Regions from separate parts of the Mus musculus genome. Here region 2 is linked to region 1. The links are chromatin contacts, called in public Hi-C maps. All regions are on one chromosome and are shown on one strand. The core of a region is the stretch at or near the end of the contact, and the rest is flanking DNA. Distances in the headings are between cores, read along the strand shown. Region 1 overlaps Col27a1 (collagen, type XXVII, alpha 1). Region 2 holds the start of Orm1 (orosomucoid 1).

Region 1 (5,289 bases), core at 1,832-4,331:
AAGTTGTCCAGGGTGGCCCTGTCCCTCTGCTCTCAGCCAGCTGTGTGGCCTTAGACAAGATGCTTTGAATCTCTGATCTGTCTCTGGTTTTTTTTTAACCCATTGGAAGGGCTCAGGCTCAGGATTCGTCTGGCTGTGCATTTTCCTCCAGTTGTGGGTCACCTGCCTGGGAGAATTGAGCCAAGGAGGAGGGCCTACTGGAAAAAAAGACACTACTCTCCCCAAAACAGTAGCAAGGGGTGTGTAGCTTATACTGCTGAATGGGGAAATCCCAGGGGGGTTGCCTAGCAGAAATAACAACTCATGCTATTTGAGCATCAGCTTCATGCCAGGCACGAGGATTAGCACGTTTTATAGATTATCCGTGGCGACGAGCTATTATTATCCCCATTGGACAGCCATGGAAACCCAGGCTTGGCGAGGGAGCGAAAGCCGCTGGCATAAAGCCACCTCTGAATGGCAGGGTGCTGTGCCTGTGTGACCTCCAGCCTATGCTGTACCCTGTGCCTCTAGAGAGGAGGACGGTCTGGACCCAGTCCCAAATCGATGTGGACTGGGTGGAGGGTACTATCAGCTTGGCTGGGGACACACAGAGGCTCAGAGCAGGTTGGTACTTGCCTGAGGCCATTCTGTGACCCTTCTTCCTCTCATAGGGCTGTCCAGTGACCAGTGACTAACTGGTGCTATCTCACTGTCTGGATCTGGGTTATGAATCTCAGGGAAAGAGAGTCCCAGAGTGTTCACAGGCCAGTGTGCCAAGCCGAGCCAAGCAGAGTCGAGCTGCCCAGTGTGAGAGCGCGATCCACTGCCAGCCAGAATGAACACAGTTTTTAACACTGATTCTAACTCGGGCAGGGCAGGGAAGCTGGAATCTCGTGGATGGTTATTCGAAACAAATGAATTCCCAGGCCTCGCACTCCTAGAAAGCCTGGCTTCCTTTGAGGAGTTTAGGCTCAGTCTCTTGCATGCACGTTTGCTAATCTCATTTTCTTCTTTGGGGTGGAAGAGATGGGTCATTAGTTACTACATGCATTTTAAAGGGAGAAGCTGAGACCCCGGGCAGGAGGAAGTCCCAGCATGCTGTGCAAAAATCAGGATGCAAACAGAGTTAGCAGCCCACTGCCTGCTTTCATGGGAAGGGAGCCGAGATGAGACCGTGCAGGTGTATCTCAGTCACTTCCCAGCCGGGCCTTTCTCAGTACTAAGTGAGGAGACATTAAATGTTGTTGAACAAGGATGAGCCTGGGGATTAGCCTGGAAGACTGAGGCAGAGGGAGTTATGGGGGTTTGCTGTAACTTCTTAGGGAGTTGTGATGATGCTGGACCCCACGGGAACAGATGGGCATTTCAGTGCAGGCTCTGGAGCAGACGAGGCAGTAGGAACATACTACCTCTTGTCTTTAAGGAATCCTACAAGGACCTTTGCCCTTACACAGGCCAGGATGTCAGTGGCCACACCCAGCTATGAGTGGCAGCAAGGCCATTTGACCCCAAGCCCAGCTGTTTCAAAGTCCCTGCATGTGCCCTTTGTGCTCCATGTCCCTCTGTGGTGCGAGGATGCTTGGTGTGACCTTGGCTGAGTCCCTTCTCTGCCCTGGCTCTGCAGAGAACTTGGCTGAGCTTGGAGTTTGCCTGCTGTTTTGTGTTATCAGACATTTGGCAGAGCCCTAGGGGTAGGATGACTCATTTTCTGTGTTAGTGCCTTTGAGGGGACTGCCATTTGCTAAGGGAGCCAGGCTTCCAAACAGATACTTCCCCAAAGGAAGAGAGAGAGAGAGAGAGAGAGAGAGAGAGAGAGAGAGAGAGAGAGAGAGGTCAAGAAGGCTTCCTAGAAGAGATGACACCCTAACAAGTTAGCTGAGTGATAAAAGACAAGGCCTCAATAACTGTGAAAGACCCTGAGAACACCAATAAGCATGGGTCCCCCAAGGCAGAGAACTCAAGGAATTCCTCTTCATAGCTATGGGATTTTTGGACAGGATTGTTGATTAACTAATGATTGTATTTTTCTGCTGTACCTTGGCATTGTCTCACACTATTCTTGCTTCCTCTTCAAGGGTCCCCCTGGGCTTCCAGGATTACCTGGATCTCCGGGCGCACGAGGTCCTCGGGTAAGTTACGGTGTGCTGGGTGTCCTTTGGGGGCTCTGGATGACCTTTAGTTTGCATTCCACTGCCCATGGTGCCCCAGCTTGCTGTGAGCCACAGACCTTTTCCTGCCCTTTTCTGTACCCATTTTCCATTGTGTCTTTTTGGGGTGGACATGGTGTCACATGGTCACATTGTCACATGGTGTGTGACAATAATGACTTTGTGCCCTCCGACTTGTACTGCGCATGGTGACCTAGGGCAGGGACTCTTGAAGTCCATCTGCATAAGCAGATACTTGACCTGGAAACCCCAGTGTGGGAGGATGGGACACTGGGGTACCTCCTCCCACTTCCGCCTGGCCATAGTGGCTTTGTGTGTCTGAAGGAACAGTTCTGTGGCCCCAGAGAAGGGCTGAACTCCCAGGCTAGAGTGTGGCTCAGGGTCAGCTGGATTGCAGTAGCTGCTGGAAGCACAAGTCTGAGGGTCAGCCACTTCCATACATGGTACCTGCCTGTCACTTTATGCTGCCCGTGCAGCCCCACCCAGCTGTGGCCTCTACAGGGTAGAGTGGGCATCCTTATTCAGGGATAAGGCGTGACTAGCAATATCAGGACTGCAGCCCAAGATCTTCCCAAATGCTGGGAGCCTAGGGTCCTCTGAGAGGGAAGTCTATCTCTTCCTGGCTGGGACCAATGGCACTCATATCCTAGCTCAGACTGGTTGAGCTTTCCTCATGACAAGGGCCAGGCAAGCACCAGAGGAGGAAACTGCCTGCTACATATTTTTAGCTCTAAGCCCAGCAGTTGGTTTTAGTTATGTAATTAACTCAGGCCCTGTTTCTTTCCAGACCTGGCTGTGTCTCCCTGAGCCCAGAATTCTGGAACCTTCCATCTGATTTGCCTTTTCTCTTGGCTGCAGAACCTGCTGGGGTGCATGCCCAGGGTTAGTTAGGAACTATACAGGTGTCAGGGTCTTGCACTTTGGCCCAACATTCCAGGTCCAGGCGAGCTGATCCCAGTTCCCAGACTTTGCCAGCTTTTTTCTTAGCATCCTCTGCCAGGCAGTTCTTCCGTGCAAAGTCCTCTATCTGCAGCTCAGATGAGACTCCACCCCTTTTCTGCTGACCTTCCCTGTCTGGAGCTCCTTAGCAATTTGCCTGGCACAGCCACTCCCAGAGCTCTGCTGGCTAACCTGCATGAACAGGATACCTCCAGCCTTCCCAAGCACCCTGGGAAATAGGTGCTAGAGTTCTCCTTATTTTACAAAGGAGAAAACTGAGACCTCCCAAAGGTACAACTCCATTAGATAAAGTCAGAGTAAATGCCAGAGGTGAGCGAGGGCTGAGCCTGGGCAGTTTGATTCAATAGCCCCCTCACGTTCCTGAGTGTCCATTGTGCTGGTTTTTCTATCAGTGCGGCCTGGGTCCCCACCGCCTCAGGAGGAGATAGGCCTTCCATCTTACATGCTGCCTAGCAGAGTCACTGGGTGACTGTCTAGGAAAGCTTCCTACCAGGGAGCTGTGTTGACCTTAGGGGAGTCTAGTCCATCCCTTTTTCTGACCTCAGTTTCCTTACCTATGGAAACAAGGCCCTACATTCTGGAGCATCCTTGCAGGTTGGATGACTCTGGATATGCTTCAGGCTCTCTACCTGCCCCACTCTGTGTCTACATTGGAAATTCCGTAGATCCCATAGCTAACAGAAGGTTGGGTTAAACAGTCCTGGTGCCTCTATGCACACAGCAGTGCTGGGCCCTGGGAGGGTCAGGGTCCTACCTTAGTTTACACAGAGCCCTGCATCCCTGTAGACTCCCTGGGCCTGAAGAAGGATGGGGAATCCCCAAGCCCCCAGTCACCGCTCCAAGAAACTCCATCTATGGAATTAATCTGCTTGGCTCGCTGTCAACTATGCGCCTATGAGGCAGTGGCTGGCAGGATGCAGAAGGGACAGCTGTGATGGTGTGTGTGGCACAGCCAAGATCAAGGAGGAGAGGTGGCTGCTCTTAACCTTTCAAGCCATGCTTGTTTCTGGTGGGGTTTTGTGTGTGGGGAGTGGGGCTCAAGGAACCTTCCTCAGTATTCCCCATTAAGCCTGAGCTCTGCCTACACCTTCAGATCCTTGGCAGACTGAACACATGAGCTTTTCCAGACTCCTTAGAGAACCACAGGTTTGGGGTGTTCACAGGATAGGGAGACCAGGGCTGGGGAGGGGGGGCAGGGTGCAGACTGAGTGAGGCTCAGAACGTGGACTAGGTCCTAACCTGTTATACCCCTAGACTGTTGGAAGGAAGACAGGAAGGGCAGACATAGTACTATAAATTCCCCTGGCTGAGGACTCTCCGGAGACTCTTGCTTTCTTCGGTGCTTAGAGAGGGAAGGGATCCAGTTCAGGAATGAATAAGGGAGGAGGTGGCAGGGCCTGAATGAGACAGGCTGCAGCTGTGGGTGGCTCAGAGAAGCAGGGAGGAAACTGCTCTAGACGCAGTCAACTGGTGAGCAGGAGGGATCTGCACAAGGCTATGAGAATCTGAGGGAGCAGTGGACCCTCCAGATGCCCCTTCCCACTCCACCTACTCCTGACTGTTGTCTCCAGGCAAAGGCCCTGGGACATGACCCACCTCTATGAGTTTGTGGTACTGGGCTGGAAACCCGTGGATGGGTTCTTGCTGGAGGAAGTGGAGGTGAGAGAAGGTCCCTGTCAGAGGGGCCTGGAAGATGGCTTGGGTAGAAGAGGGTGTGGAAAACCAGCCTGTACCCAGCCTCTGCAGAGTCCACTCTTGCATGCTTGCCCCTCTGTAGTGTGACCTTGACCAAGTCTCTTGAATGTCTGGGCACAGATTCTAGCCATGACTGGAATACTACCTTGGAGCCTGCAGTCAGAAGGAAGGCTCTGACCCTCTGTAGGAGGGTGCCTTTGTCCCTGAAGGACCATGTCTACCCTCCATAGAGTTCCAGCCTGGAGGTTCTGCTAAAGTCTAATGGGAGAGGTTACTGCCAGTAGGGTAGTCCTAGGAGGTCTTCTGGAGGAGACGGCCTCTGAGTCAAGCCTTGAGGATGGATCTAGTTTCTGAGGGTAGATAGACAGGCTGTTTTGGATGGGTGCTGGGGACAACTGGGGCCAAGGAGAGAAAGTACCTAGAGGTTGGAGAGACTCCTGTAGCTAATGTAGCTTGGGCCTGAGGCTGTTGTAACAGTATAGGT
Region 2 (5,379 bases), core at 1,380-3,879, 110 kb after region 1:
GGCTTTCTCTCCTGGCATGGGTCTCAAGTTGGGCCAGTCATCCGTTGGCCATTCCCCTAATTTTGGCTCCCTCTTTATCCACAGACATTTTGTAGGCAGAAAAAAAATCATGGGTGGAAGGTTTTATGGTTGAGTTGGTGTCCCCATCCCTCCATTGGGAATCTTGACTGGTTACAGGAGCTGACCATTCAGGGCCTCTAGCACTAGGAGCAGGGGCTGATTCTGACTCTCTTGCCTGCCTTTGGATCCCTTTCCCTCAACTGGGCTGCCTAGTCTAACCTCAATAAAAGAACATGACCTACTCCCACTGCAATTGGATATGCCAGGCCAGGTTGGTATCTGTCAGAGGTCTCCTCTTTCTGAAGAGAAAGCAAGGGGGTTGGGAGGAGAGGAGGGAGAAGATGATCCACAGGGTCAGGATGTAAGGTGAATGAATGAATGAATGAATGAAAACAAACAAAAAATTAAAGTATGCATTTGGAGTGTTAATATCATGCATCATATCTTGTCCTTAAGTTTTGTACAACTAGAAACTATTTCCAAGGCTAGTGCTCAGGTTTCGGTTGTCAGTGTCAGGAATCTACTTTGTGTGTCCTCAGCCTGAGAGTGTGACAGCCACAGTCAAGCCGGTTCTCAGCATGTTGCATAAATTCCTGGTCTCAACTCTGGAAAATTTCCACAGCCTACTTTGTAAGAACATGGACTTTTGTCATTACCTGAAGCAAGAGCCCTTCCTGAAACAGTCCATTGTGTTTATGCAAAGCAGGAGGAATCAGAGTCTAATCCACTTGCCCTGTCTTACCTCTAGGCTCTCTCAAACCTCCTTCACGCCCTGAAGCCACTTTGGAAGTCACATGTTGACCACAGGCAAATCACTCCCCTGTGGCAGTACTGAGAGATTAGACTACACACTTTGCTATCAGAACCAGCCTTCCATAGATGAACGAACGTAAATGTTGTCTAACAAAGCTGCCAGTGTGTACCAGTACAGGTGTGTGTGTGTGTGTGTGTGTGTGTGTGTGTGTGTGTGTGTGTGTGTGTATAAGAGAGAGAACAGAGACAGAGAGAGGCACAAACAGAGAGATTATGATATCTGGCGCACTGCTAACTTGGGACAGAACATATCATTGGTGCTTTTGGACTCCTCATGGTTATGCTTTTTCTGCTCTGAGAAGAGATTAAACTTTCTTAAGACTGTATAGATACAACAAAACACATATGTTTTGGGTCTCCAGCTCAGCAAGTTCTCCTAGGCCCTGTACAGCCCACTCCACGGCAGGGGGCTCTCAGGACCATCTGTGGCCCCTTCCTTTTGCCCTAGGTGATCACTGTCAATGACTTGATTAATATCATTACAATTAGTCTGGAGCCTCTAGAACGCCCAGTAAACAGGCTCATACAACCCCACCTCTGGGCGATCTGCTGGCAATAATGTTGTCGAGCTGCATTTGTATGGTCAAATCTATCAGTTGTTCATTTCTCTCTGTTGCTAAGCAACACCATCTTTGCATGAAATGTCACAACCCATTTCTCATTTTTCTGGTAATAGGCACTTAAGAGCTTGGAGTTTGTGGCTACTTTGAATAATGCCATTAGAAACATTTACACACATGATACTGGAGGTGACTCATGTGTTGTTTTGTTTTCCTTTCTGTTGGTAGACTAATTTTTAAAGGCAATATGTTGCTCTGACACATATCAGAAAAGGAAACACACAATAGAAATGCCACAGGTTAAAGAGGGGTTGTAATGAAATTAGAACACAGTAAGTGAATGACAAGTTATGTATCATTAAAACATAACCCTGACTACACTGAAACATGAGAACTTGTGGAGGACACAGGAAATAGATCATGAAACTGTGAGCGTGTTCTAACATGTTTGCTGTATTGATGTTTTGAAGCAGCTCACTGTAATCTCAAGCTCGTCTCTGTGCCTCAGCAGGAGTCACCAGGCCTGTCCCTGCAATACTTTTCGAGAGTGTTCATTATGTAGACAAAGATCAGGCAGGAATGAGAACCAGATATTTTCTGGATGATGGGCACAGACCCTGGATTGGGCACACACTGTCCTAGGCAGATCCTTTCCTGCTGTAGATACTGGGAGCTTTGCTGAACTAGATGTTTATCTCAGATTCACCCCTTTGCTGGGCACTTGGCTGCCTTCAGGGCTGGGAAGAAGTCCCCAGGAACATCACACTCCTTTGGAAACTAATCCATCTGTGTTCTTGGCCCTGAACTTGAGCCCCTAAGTGTCTTCTAAGTTCACTATGAACCCTGACTTGGGGCTCCTTCATAGCACACTTGGGAGGTTGATGTATGTGTAGGTTTCACTCCTGCTAGGCAGCTCCATGGGATAAAAGAGGGGTGGGACCACTGTCTGGGACCTAAGTATCATCAGGCTAGCGATGTACATACCTTGACCATGAATCAGCCACTCTGGTGTACGGCAGGAGCCTGTGTCAGGACCAGTAGGTTGAGGGAGCTGCATAAAGCTGGCTTGAGGGAACATTTTGCGCAAGACATTTCCCAAGTGCTGGTGAGATTGTGCCACAGCTCTACTGTCCCTGGCTTCAGTCCCATGCCCTCCCCACATCGTGTCATAAATGTTGCTGCACCATCCAAACACCAATGATCTTTTCCCAGGCCTGGTGGCTCTGAGTGCCCTCAGCATGGCGCTGCACACGGTTCTTATCATATTGAGCCTTCTGCCGATGTTGGAAGCTCAGAACCCAGAACATGCCAACTTCACCATAGGCGAACCTATCACCAATGAGACCCTGAGCTGGGTAAGTGCCTGCCCCGGGCCTGGACCTGTTCACTGTAGGAGGCTACTCTTTCCTCTGGGCTTTCCCTTCCCTGATGTCTGTGCTCATCTCTGTGCTCCTGGTAATGCCCTTGCCTCTCCTGGAGACCTGGTGGCATCTCCCTGCCTCCAAACTCCGAAGCATCACTCTGAGGTCTCTCAGCAAGGGACAGAGCAGTAGGATGGCTGATTTTTGAGTTGCCCATGGGATTCTGGTCTGGAGCTTCAGTTTACCCATGTATGGTTCAGAAGTCATTGCTTGCCTGCCACTAATCAAGACTTGCTAACAAGGTACATATTACAAGCCCTGCTCATCTGTTTGCCTGCTTCTCCCCAGCTCTCTGACAAATGGTTTTTCATGGGTGCAGCTTTCAGAAAACTCGAGTACAGGCAGGCAATTCAAACAATGCAGAGTGAATTTTTTTACCTTACCACCAACTTGATAAACGACACAATAGAGCTTCGGGAGTCTCAAACAATGTGAGTACTTGAAACAGCCAGTCCACCCACCCCAGTCCTTAACTACACTCCTGGATGCCTAGAGACCTGAACAAACTGGCTCTGCCTGGCATCCCCACCCACCTTCAGGAATGGGGACAGCTGTCTTGTCTACTTGCCTCTTGCCCCTTCCCTACCCTGGCCTGGTCAGATCACCTCTTCCTCAGTTGTCCACTTTCTTTTCTCTTTAGAGGTGACCAGTGTGTCTATAACTCCACCCATCTAGGATTCCAGAGAGAAAATGGGACCTTCTCCAAGTATGGTGAGGGTGTGAAACACTGCTTTCTGAGAGGGTATTGCCAGGGTCTGATGGGGCAGCAGAACAGGGCAGTTTTTCTGTGAAGTCACTCTCTGAGGCTTGTAAGTGGAAGCAGATTTCAACCCAAAGTCCAGCTCCCAGGCCAGACTTGCTTTGGCCATTCTTATGATCTTTTGTGAGCTCAGAGGGGAAACCCATGGGTTGGGAAGCCAGTGACTTCAGCCACACACCCATGTCACCAGCGACAGCATGTAGGAGGGCAATCCAATGCTAGTGAGCCAGATCAGACACTCTTATGTTTTAATTGTCCCTGAGCAGAAGTTTTAATGTTTAAGAGGAAGTGTAAACTATGCCCCACCACCACACCACCAAGGGCCCTTTCCAAGGCCCCAGCCATCCCATAACTACGAAGAATGAGAAGTGAGGCTTGCATTCAGCAGAGTCTGAAAACATGGCAGCCCCAGGCACTTGCCCATAGCTATGTGCTTCCTTCCCTTGGGGATAAGACTACAGCATCATTCTAGTGACTCACAAAGACCTTCCTCCTGCAGAAGGAGGAGTAGAAACCTTTGCCCACCTTATAGTGCTGAGGAAACATGGGGCCTTCATGCTTGCCTTTGACCTCAAGGATGAGAAGAAACGGGGACTGTCCCTCTATGGTAAGCACCTCAGAGCTGAGGTCCACAATTGCACTGGGCCTTACTCTTGGTCACCCACCAACATCCCCACCCCTACCTGGCCTCCCTTCTGCTAGACTGATACCCAATAAACCATACTCCCTTCTCCATTGCAGCCAAAAGGCCAGATATCACCCCGGAGCTGCGGGAAGTATTCCAGAAGGCTGTCACACACGTGGGCATGGATGAATCAGAAATCATATTTGTCGACTGGAAAAAGGTAAATGAGGAGGCTGTACGATACCACCCCAGCAGTGCTCCCAGTGTCAGTGACCCTAGAGGCTCAGAGAGGGCAAGCTTCTGGTTAAGGCAGCTCAGCGAGGCAGGTATCTTGTTAAGAACTCTCCTGCCTACTGTGACAGCTGAGATCACAGAAATCCTAGATGGGCAGTGAGCCTGAGTTGGGTGAGGTTAAGTAGGAGGTCCTGGAAAGCTTTTAGAGAATAAGGGAAAGACCAGGAGTGGGGACTGTGGGAATATCCGGTGCCAGGGTGCCAAGTTTCTCTCTGCCCTTCATATTCACTACCTATCCAAGCAGGAGTTATGATTTACGACTTCCATGACACCTCAACTCCAGCAAGTCTGATGGCTTTGATAGGCAGGGATGACCCATGCCGAAACCTCTTGATGTTCAGTCTAACCTTGTGCTGAGGGAGAGGCCACATCAGCTTTGGCTTTCACCCAGGCAAAGCCATGGAATCAACCAATCAGCTTGCATGTAGTTTGAGATACGCAATACTTTTGTAACTTCATTCCCTGGTCACCTGAGCCTTTCCTGGTATCACCAGCCACAGGATTCCCCGGGGGAGGTGCCTACATACAGACACTGCCATTGAGCTATTTCACACCCTGAGTTCCTTACCCCCCACAAGCAGTGGGGCCAGTAGAATCACCCTTCACCTGTGGACAGAAGTATCGGAAAATGCCTGCCATTTGGGGGAGCTGCTCACACTCAATGGGGTGAATAAACCGGATCTCAGAGATGAGGAACAACTTACCCTAGACTAGTGGTTCTCTAGGATGGGTCTCAACCTGTATGTCAGATGTCCTGCAGGTCATATACTTAAGATTTATAACAGTAGCTTAATCACAGTTATGAAGTAGCAATGAAAACCCTGTTGGGGGTCACCCCAACACAAG

Evidence for each region. A called contact is a pair of places that touch in the nucleus more often than the background predicts.
Region 2: a contact with region 1 is called in a Hi-C map of liver, with 2.4 times the contacts expected there. The contact joins the promoter of Orm1 here to the enhancer-like site in region 1. A contact is called at or near these places in 1 of 39 promoter capture datasets (liver), 4 of 484 Hi-C or Micro-C datasets (liver and nephron progenitors) and 3 of 9 other capture datasets (adipose tissue, liver and pancreatic islet).

What each region holds. Positions count from the first base shown.
Region 1 is chr4:63,229,735-63,235,023 of GRCm38.p6, forward strand. Col27a1 (collagen, type XXVII, alpha 1) reads left to right here. Exons shown (of 61, transcript NM_025685.3): 4 at 2,058-2,111. Among named protein-coding and RNA genes, the nearest start is that of Col27a1, 17 kb to the left of the region's middle. Within about 2 kb of position 3,082, at least 37 of the 459 cell types and tissues checked have an H3K27ac peak or open chromatin away from gene starts, as enhancers often do. A contact at or near this core is called in liver, where this site is marked.
Region 2 is chr4:63,341,927-63,347,305 of GRCm38.p6, forward strand. Orm1 (orosomucoid 1) reads left to right here and starts at 2,630. Exons shown (of 6, transcript NM_008768.2): 1 at 2,630-2,788; 2 at 3,143-3,285; 3 at 3,495-3,565; 4 at 4,114-4,221; 5 at 4,356-4,459. The coding sequence starts at 2,672. It overlaps Gm52743 (a long non-coding RNA gene), which reads right to left and starts at 2,681. Exons shown (of 3, transcript XR_003955430.1): 1 at 2,418-2,681.